Linked DNA regions of Ovis aries: region 2 is linked to region 1. Evidence: chromatin contacts called from public Hi-C data. All regions are on one chromosome and are shown on one strand. Each heading gives the region's core, a stretch centred on a gene start, on an enhancer-like site or on the middle of the called end of the contact. The rest is flanking DNA. Distances are from core to core; before and after follow the strand shown.

Region 1 (4,344 bases), core at 470-2,969:
AGAAGAAAGGAACACGGGGCGTGCTGGGTGGGAGGAGGACAGGACTCTGGCCGGGGCAACCCCCAGGCCCTCAGCTCTTCCTCCCCGACTCTCCAGACCGGTTCATCTGAACCCAGGGCTTCTGTCGCACCTCCACAGTCCGTCACCCCTCAGATTTGCATCTCCCTATCTAAATGCCTATCTGACACCTCCACACGTGTGCACATGTGCCCCGAACTCAGCATGGCTCCATCTCCCCAAAACCCAGTCCCCTTCCAGAGTCCGTGTCCTTGTGAACAGCAGAGTCCCACATTCCAGTCAGCAAGTAGGGCAGAGACCAAGCATCGCCCCCACTCGCCCCCCAACTCCCCAGCCGCAGGTCCAAACCCCTCACAGTCCATTGCCAAGGTCTGGCCCATTTTAACCCCTAAGTCTTGAATCCATCTCTTCTGTCTCACCTATCATATCGCTAACCCCATCACCACCCCCCTACACATCTCCTGATAAACCTCGGCACATCCCAGGGTCTCTCCACACCCACTTTGGTCCCTCTGAAGCCATTCTCCTCGCTGCAGTCAGATATTTTCAAAATGTAAATCGGACTCCTGCTGAAACACTTCCTTGACTCTCCACACAGCTCTATCTGCAGGCCCACCCTGCCCACCCCCCTTCCCGCCTCATTTCTGGCTCCTGGGTTCCTTTGTGCCCACTTCCAGCCCTCTGTTCCCTGCTGTGCCCCAGTTCCAGAACGCTCTTCCCGGCCCCCACTCTCTTTGCCACAGTAGCTGCAGCTCAGCGGTTCCCATCCCTAGGGTGACTCCTGCCCTGACTTTCCCGGCTGGGGCTGTCTCCTCCAGTTCCTTCTCAGTGCTTCTCCCCTGCAACCACCTGCTTCTGTGACACCTGCTTCGTGCCTGTTGCCCTCACTGGATCACACTCTCCCCAAGGACAGGTGGATAGTGTGGGGTGCCGCTCACTGTGACACAAGCCCCCAGTGTGGTCTGATGGGCCGACAGGCAGCGCTTAGTATGTATTTTCTAAATGAATGAATGAATCATGTTAGAGTATGAAATACAGTAATATCCACAACTCAGATAACTCTGTTGGGAAATATGCCCCTTTTACTTGTTCATATGGTAAATCTGATGGTTGGTCAAGGCAGATGTTAAAAACAAACTAGGAGCTCCACCTTGTGGAGTAATCCACCTACTGTGTTAGATTGAACAAGTCTGGAAGATGGGATGAAGCCAAAGTGCAGCCCAGAGAGGGTAAATGATCTGCACAAGTCACACAGCTAGTCCCAGTTGGGACCAGCCCCCAAGCCTCCCAAGCTCCCTGCCCCGTGCTTCCCTGATCACACTGCCTCCTATCCCTACCAGTTACTTCAGATCCTCCTGGGAAGCAAGGAGGAGCCAGGAGACCCCTCGGGCCACAGAAGACCCCATCCTCTGGCTCTGGCTGGGGAAGGACCAGTCAAGAGATCCTGGCCCCTCCAGCCCCAGCAGGTTGGGTCAGCAGAGAAACAACACCTAGTCCTTTTCTGGCTCTCCTCCCAGCTGGGCCTGGCTAATGCCTACTTTAAATTCGGATGCTGACCTCCAGCGGGCCCTCCCTGCTGCCTGGCAACCCAGGATGTTGCCCTGGTCCACTCCCTGCCCTGCTCTCCTAGACAGACCTTCTCCTCGAGCCTCCATCTCTCCTCCCCTCCTCACTCGCAGACCGTGACCTCGCTTCCTGTTTCACAGAAAATGGAGACACTAAGGAGACAGCTTCCGTGAGCCCCCGCCGCCACACCCATGGGCCCATGCTGCTGTGCCCACGCTGCTCTTCCAGGTGAGGCCAACCCTCCCCCAGGCAACAGCTCGCCTCTCTCCCTCCTCACCTCCTCAGGGATGAAGCTCCAGAGACTCTCCTACCCCTGCACCGGGGGCTCTTCCCCACCCCTGCCATGGGTGGGTCCCCTCAACATGCAAACGTGGTGTGGTCTCTCCCATCCGACTAAGATTTCCCCAGGAACCCACGCCCTCCTCCAGCTAGTCTCCCATTGGGTCTGCTCCCCTTGAAAACACATCTCTTTACAACAGGTAACAAGGATATACTGCACAGCACAGGGAATTACAGCCTCTGTCTTGTAATAAGTTTTAATGGAGTAGAACCTGTAAAAATACTGAATCACTACGCTGCACACCTGAAACATTAAAAACAAAAAAAAAAGAGTAAATTTTCAAAAGAGTCAGCTGTATTTGACAGGACGAGTCTACTTCCTTTCATTTCCTTCTCTTGAAACTCAGTCTTTTATCCCCACCACTCGACCAAAAGAGCTTTTACCCAGCTCTCTGAGGGCTGGTCTCCACGCTAAGTTCGGTAGCCGATTCTCAGCCCCACTTCCTGACCCTCCAGCGGTGTCCGATGGCACGTCCACTCTCTCCTTCCTGTCATGTGGCCTCAGGGAACCAATTCCTTCTTGGGTCTGCTACTGCTCCACTGACTGATCCCTCTTGGGGTGCTCTGTGAGCTCCTCCTCACTCTCCCATCTCTAACTGCAGGCACATCCCAGGCCTTGGTCCTCAGACCACCACTCTACCTGCCCTGACCCCTGCCCCCTGGAGTGATGGGACATGGTCTGTCATCGGCATTACTCTCACATTTGTAGCTCTGGCTTTAATAAGCTCTCCCCTGAAATCTAGTCCTCCTCCTTGACATCAGTCAAGTCAAAATCAGTTACCTCCTTGACATCTTCATTCAGATGCCCATTAGGTCCAGAAACAAGGCACTGATCCCCAATCCAGCCCTCAACCTCGCCCCACCACTTTGCCCATCTCGTGGAAAATAGCAACTCCATTCTTCCAAAATTGTCAAGTCATCCTTAATGCCTCTCTTTCACTCCATATTTGCTTCCTTAGTAAATTTTACTGGCTCTACCTTCAAAACAGAACCAAAATCTCACCATTCCCAACAGCCCCACTGTTGTCCCCCTGGTTCAAGCCACTGTTAACTCCAGATGGACCAGCTGTTAACTCCAATGGACTGTCAACTCCAAACGGACCAGCACAGCGGTCTCCTCACCAGGATCTGTCTCCACCTTGGTCCTCACAGTATTTGCCACGCGGCTGCCAGGCTGACCCCTAAAAGAGCTAAGTCAGAGCCCCTCACCCTGCTCCTCTGTGTCCCGGAGTAAACACCAAAGCCCTGGAGAAGACCTGCAAGGATCTTATGACCTGGCCTACGACTCTGACCTCCCCTTCCCATGCTCCTGCCCTTCCAAATACGCTTCCAACTCAGGGCCTTGGCACTCGCTGCCCCTCCAGTCTGGAAAGTTCTTCCCCCAGAGACAGGGCTGGCTCACTTGCTGCTTTCAGGTCTTTGCAGTTAGAACCTCCTGTGTCCAAGTCACATGAAACAGCAACGATATCCTCACCTTATCCCTGGAATTCCTTAACCATGTGCCTCTGCCTTTTCCTCCATCCCCCGTCTCCATCTACCATGTATTTTTTATTGCCCGTCTGTCTTCTCCAACCAGAATGCCTTTCCCAGGTGGGCAGAGCCAGAGGGCTTCTCTGGTGGCTGGGATTCAGCAGATGCTCACTAAACGCTGAATGAAGGCATGCGCTCTGCCTCTGAGCCTTCATGCAAGCCAGTCCCTCTCCCTGCAAGGTCTTCCCTGAGATGGTCCACCCGGCAACTCTTACTTGTCCCAGAGCCTTGGCCACCTGCTTCCACAGGTTTCCTCGCATGGGTCCCGTGGCTCCTGACGCTTCCCTCTTCCACTGGGTCCAACAATCATGCTCGACTGGGACTGTGCTCCTCTGCTACCTTCCCCAGCAGTCTGTAAGCATCTGAACAGTAGGGAGAGGGCCAGCTCCCTCTGGATGGGGACAGAGGCCAGCCCAAAGCCTGATACGAGCTGGCTCTAGTATCATAAGTAGGGGCCCTCCCAGAACACCCACTGGTATGGAGGCAGTGCATGGGGGGAGGGGAGCTGAGTAAACCTGGGCTATTGCTGGCCTCCCCAAGTGGATACCTCAAAGAAACTGCCAGGATAGGCCCTGGGCCCCAGAGAACTTGATGGGGCTCTCCTATCTCACCTCGCCTACCCTGTCCAGCCCCTTGGGGCCCAGGAGGCCAGAACTGAGCCCAGCATGGACTTCACAGAAAGGAATTCTGGTCCCCCAGCCCATCTACCCTGCACCGGGCTGGGAGCCAGGCAGGACTCGGGTATTTGGGGTGGGGGCAGGGGCTGGCCTCCCAGGAGCCCTACAATGCAGGTTCCGTGAGGGGCCAGTGCTGTGTAATAGAGCACAAATGACCTTTAAGAAAAAAAAGGTCATCTCAGAACCTTGCTGGCGGAGGGGTCTACACTGGATA
Region 2 (4,354 bases), core at 1,661-4,160, 110 kb before region 1:
GGTCGTATCTCACAGTTAAAAAGTGATGCAGATGGTGAATTTTTAAAAGTAATAAATTTGACTTCAGAGGATATGAAAAAATACACTGAGGAATAAACTTCTACCATAGTCTGATGGTGAAATTTCTCTCTCTCTCTCTCTCTCTCTCTCTCTCTTTTTTTTTTTTGTGGCAGCACGTAGTATGTAGGATCTTAGTTCCCTGATCAGAAATTCAACCCTGTGCCCCCTACAGTGGAAGCTCAGAGTCTCAACCACTGGCCTATCAGGAAAGTCCCGAAATTTCTTAACCCCTAAGTCATCCGAACAGAGATTCAAGGTCTCCCTGCTTCCCTATTTAGGAAGCACAAGTGAAAAGGTTTGGAGTCAGGCCCCCTGCAGGCTCCATCCACACGAGTCCTGTCGCCAGCTCTGTCCCCTGTCCCTGCCTCTGCAGGCACGCAGAAGGCACCCAGGAAGCCTGTGTGTTCAGTGAGGACCTCTTTCCTTCCAGGAGGCCTGCGCCACCAAGCGCCACTCTCCCCGAATGGCCTGAGGCCCTGCCGGTCACCTCCTCTGCTCTCCACCAGGGTCAGAGCGGCTGCAGGAAGACAGAGGCCCAGGGCCGCCCGTGCAGGGGTGGCTGGTGTACACGACCCCAGACCTGGCCCTCCTGTCCCGCAGGCATAGGTTCTCCCCAAGGTTCCTGAGACTCAGCTCCCTCTGCCCAATTGTTCAGCACTCAGCTTCTAAGAAGGGGCTGCCCAGGTGGCACAGAGGTAAAGATCAAGCCTGCCAAGGCAGGAGACACAAGAGATGCTGTTTCGATCCCTGGGTCAGGAAGAGCCCCTGGATGGAGGAGGGCACGGCAACCCACTCCAGCATTCGTGGAAATCCCAAGGACAGAGGAGCCTGGCAGGCTACAGTCCGTGGGGTCGCCAAGAGCACACACACACAGAGGTTAGAAGAGATGCCTGACGCTATTAAGGGCTCGGCAGTCCCACGGCTAACAGGTAATAGCGGCATCAGTAGTGATGGGGTGGGGAGGGGGACCCAGTCTTCCAGTCTTGCCCCTGCCCCTCTGCCCCCCAGGAGGGCCTGCCCTGCCCTGGCTCCTGGGCCGGCTCCTGGCTCCCCCACCCCCTCAACACACACCCACACTTACACCCACACCCCCACCCCAGGCCCACTTCTCCTTTGCAGTTGCCCCACCGCCTACACCTTCCTGCCATGGAGTTGCTGGCCCGTAGGCAGGGGACGGAGAGGCAGTGGGCCCTGGTCTCCTGAAGGCCGGCTGTCTGAGTTTCTGAAGCCAGAAACCTGGGGGCGGCCTAGCCCCACTCCCCTCATTCCATCACGTCCCTCTTTCCTCCGGAACAACTGCTGGCTTGTTCCCCGGCCCTGGGCTGTGGTGCCAGCCTCCTTGCTGCGCTGCCCACCCTGGCCAGGCTGCAGCTCCACAGCAGCAGGCAGAGGGTCCCTTTGAAGGCACAGCTCAAAGAATCTCACCCACTCCAACACCTCCTGGGGCTCCTCACCCCCCCCAGGGCCTGTGGCTCGAGGCCTGGCCCGGACCCCCAAGGCAGCAGCCAAGCTTCCCCTTGCCCCTCTCTTGCTTGCGAACTTGTCCGTCCCACCTTCTGTCGGCAAGGTTTCCCTCCTGCTTGAGCCACTAAAGATCTACTCCTGGCCCTGAGTCCCCTCCCTGCTCCCTGGACAGTTACTCTTTCCTCTGTGCACCTCCAGCCCTGCGTGCTTAGGGGTCTGGTACGGCCCACCACGAGGGCACCAAGTCCATGCTCCTTCCTGAGGCTCTTTGCTAGCCTCGGCCCCCCGCCACTCCAGGTAGGGGGTCCAGCATCTGTCCAGGAAGGCCAAGGGGGCTGTGTGTCTGCCTGAGACTCGGCCCGAGAGACACAGGTGAGAGTCAGGTGGGGCTGCCCCAAACACTAGGGAGTAGAGAGACAGAAGGGGCCTTGATGAGACAGAGGGGTGAGCAGCCTGGACACACACAGCCCTGGGAAAAAGAAGTCGAGGTGGGTGGGCTGCCTACCGCCTCCTGGGCCTTGGTCTGTCTATCTGTTTACTGGTTGGTCTGAGTCTCCCTCTTGCTTAAGAGCTAGAGACTGAGCTATCCCTGGACCTAACCCATCTATGCACTCTGTTCCAGCCAGTGCTTAACAGGCAGGTCTGACTGGGACACTTCCTGCTGAAAGCCCTCCATGGCGCCCCAGTGCCCGTGCAGCCAGTCTTGGCTTCTCTCAGTCAAAGCCCCAGCCCCGCCCTCTGGTCCCAACACTACCTGGCCTTTGGATTTGGCCGAAGGCCTTTGTTTACACTGCCTGCTCCAGTGGACCTCACTCCATCTAGCAAACACCTGCTTGTCCTGTCCATAAAGTTGCCCTGTCCACGAAGCTTCCCTGTCCCCCGGTGGGGATCACCTTCAGTGATGCTGCGGCAGAGAGGCACTCCCTCCTCCAGTGCCACCTCCGAGTGCGGGAGTCCCCCGGGGGCCTGGGACAGTGTGGGCACTCCGGTTGTGTTTGAGGATCTGACCAGCGCTGCCTAAGAAGCACAGGAGGGCTCCCCGGAGGAGGAGGCAGGAAGGGAAAGAGGACTGGTGAGGATGGCCTGGGACTACAGGCTGGCCTTGGGGAGGCCACCTCAGAGCTCTGTATCCTGCTTAAGGGGCCCATCCTCTGTGCCCCAAGATCAAGCCCCCGGGTCTCAGTCCCAGCCTGATTTCAGAGCCCAGAATAGGGCCCGCCCCATGGTTGTCTAGGGGTGATGGTTGAATGGAGAAACCACAGAGAGAAGGTCTGGGGTGCTGGTCCGCGGGCTAAGAGTGGTCCCACTCCAGCAGGCAGGAGGGCGGGCTGGGGCGGAGTGGGTGGCGCCCCGCCCGGTTCCCTCCCCGCGGGGCAGCAGAGGCCAGACTCGTCCCGGCGGCGGGGGGTATGCGCAGAAGGCTAGAGGCTCCGGCAGCATGCCGCGAGGGCGGAGAAGCCTGCGGGGCAAGGACCGGCCGGCACCCACGCAGTGCCTGCAGACCCAGTGCTTCGACCCGCTGGTCCGCAACTGTGTGGCCTGCAGTCTCCTCCGGACGACGGAGCCTAGGCTGGGTAAGAGTCGAGCCGCGCCGCATGGCGCGCGCACGGGGCCGCCCTGGAGCGGGAGGGAGGGGGATGCTAGGAGTCGCAGGCAGGCCCCCCCCAACCCCCGCCGCCGCCCTGTCCCGGGACTGTGGGGAGGGGCGGGGTCTCGGGTTAACTGGCGAGGTGGGGTGGGAAATGTGAGCCGGGGGCCTGGAGGGGGGACCAGCCGTCGGCGCGTGGCCCTCACGGCCCCCTCTCGCCCCTCGGCCTGCGCTGCCCCGCCCGGCCGTCCCCCCCTTCCGCGGCCCAGCCTCACCTTCCTCCGGCCCTCCCCCTCCCCACGCCCCCCTCCCCTCCGCCCCCTGCTCCCCCTGCCCGTCCCCTCCAGCAGGCGGCCCAAGCAGCCTGGCGCCCGGGACGGCGCTGCAGCCGCAGGAGTCGGCGGGCCCCGGGACCCCCGCGGAGGCCGAAGCGGCGCTGCCGCTCCCGGCGCTGCTCTTCGGAGCCCCCGCGCTGCTGGGCCTGGCGCTGGCCCTGGCCCTGATCGGGCTGGTGACCTGGAAGCGCCGGCGGCGGCAGCCGGGCGCGGCGGTGGTCCCTGAGGCTCCGGAGGCCGCGGAGGCCCCGGACGGAGACCCAGACAGTAAGTTCCTCGTCTAGGGGACCGGAGAGGGTTGGGGGCCGTCGGAGGGGAGGCATGATCCTTGAGGGGTCCGAGGGGGTCTGGGTGAACGGGGAGGGATGGTCTGAAGGAGGCAAGGCCGAGGGGAGAGAAATAGTCCGACCAGAGACCGGCAATCCAGGCGAGGGACACAGCTCTAGCGTCCCAGACCTGTGTGAAGAAGAAATCCAAGGCTGGGGAGCCCAGTTGGGGGTGGGGGTGGCCTGTCCCGCCCTCTCTCTGGGACAGGCAGACCGGTTCCCACCTCTCCTCGCCCTCTGTCAGCACTGGCATTTTGCCAGCCAGCTCTAGAAACTTCCCGTCCTGAGGGCCCATCACGTGCCACCCCTCCCCATCCCACCAGTGGGGCTTTATCAGCTGACTGCTCTCCCATCAGTCAGAGGGCTGTCCCGCCAGGGAGGCTTCCAGAACAGGGGGTGGGGACGGCTGCGAGCCAATCCTGACCCTGCACCACCCACAACTCTCTCCACCCCAGAGCCCCTGGATGTTGATACCACACTCTCCCCCGGAACCCTGGATGCCACGGCTCCCATCTGGCTTCTGCCCAGTGAAGACCCAGCGGCCACCCCACCTACCCACAGCGTCCCTGTGCCAGCCACAG

Evidence for each region. Hi-C and Micro-C count contacts between places; a contact is called where the count stands out from the background.
Region 2: a Hi-C map of blood shows a contact between it and region 1, with 3 times the contacts expected there. The contact joins the promoter of TNFRSF13C here to the enhancer-like site in region 1. A contact is called at or near these places in 7 of 16 Hi-C or Micro-C datasets (blood, hypothalamus, retroperitoneal adipose tissue and 1 more).

Annotation. Positions count from the first base shown.
Region 1 is chr3:218,655,231-218,659,574 of ARS-UI_Ramb_v3.0, reverse strand. The region is part of intron 6 of CCDC134 (coiled-coil domain containing 134); the gene reads right to left. Among named protein-coding and RNA genes, the nearest start is that of CCDC134, 11 kb to the right of the region's middle. Within about 2 kb of position 1,719, at least 3 of the 54 cell types and tissues checked have an H3K27ac peak or open chromatin away from gene starts, as enhancers often do.
Region 2 is chr3:218,764,170-218,768,523 of ARS-UI_Ramb_v3.0, reverse strand. TNFRSF13C (TNF receptor superfamily member 13C) reads left to right here and starts at 2,910. Exons shown (of 3, transcript XM_042247807.1): 1 at 2,910-3,098; 2 at 3,460-3,714; 3 at 4,229-4,354. The coding sequence starts at 2,963.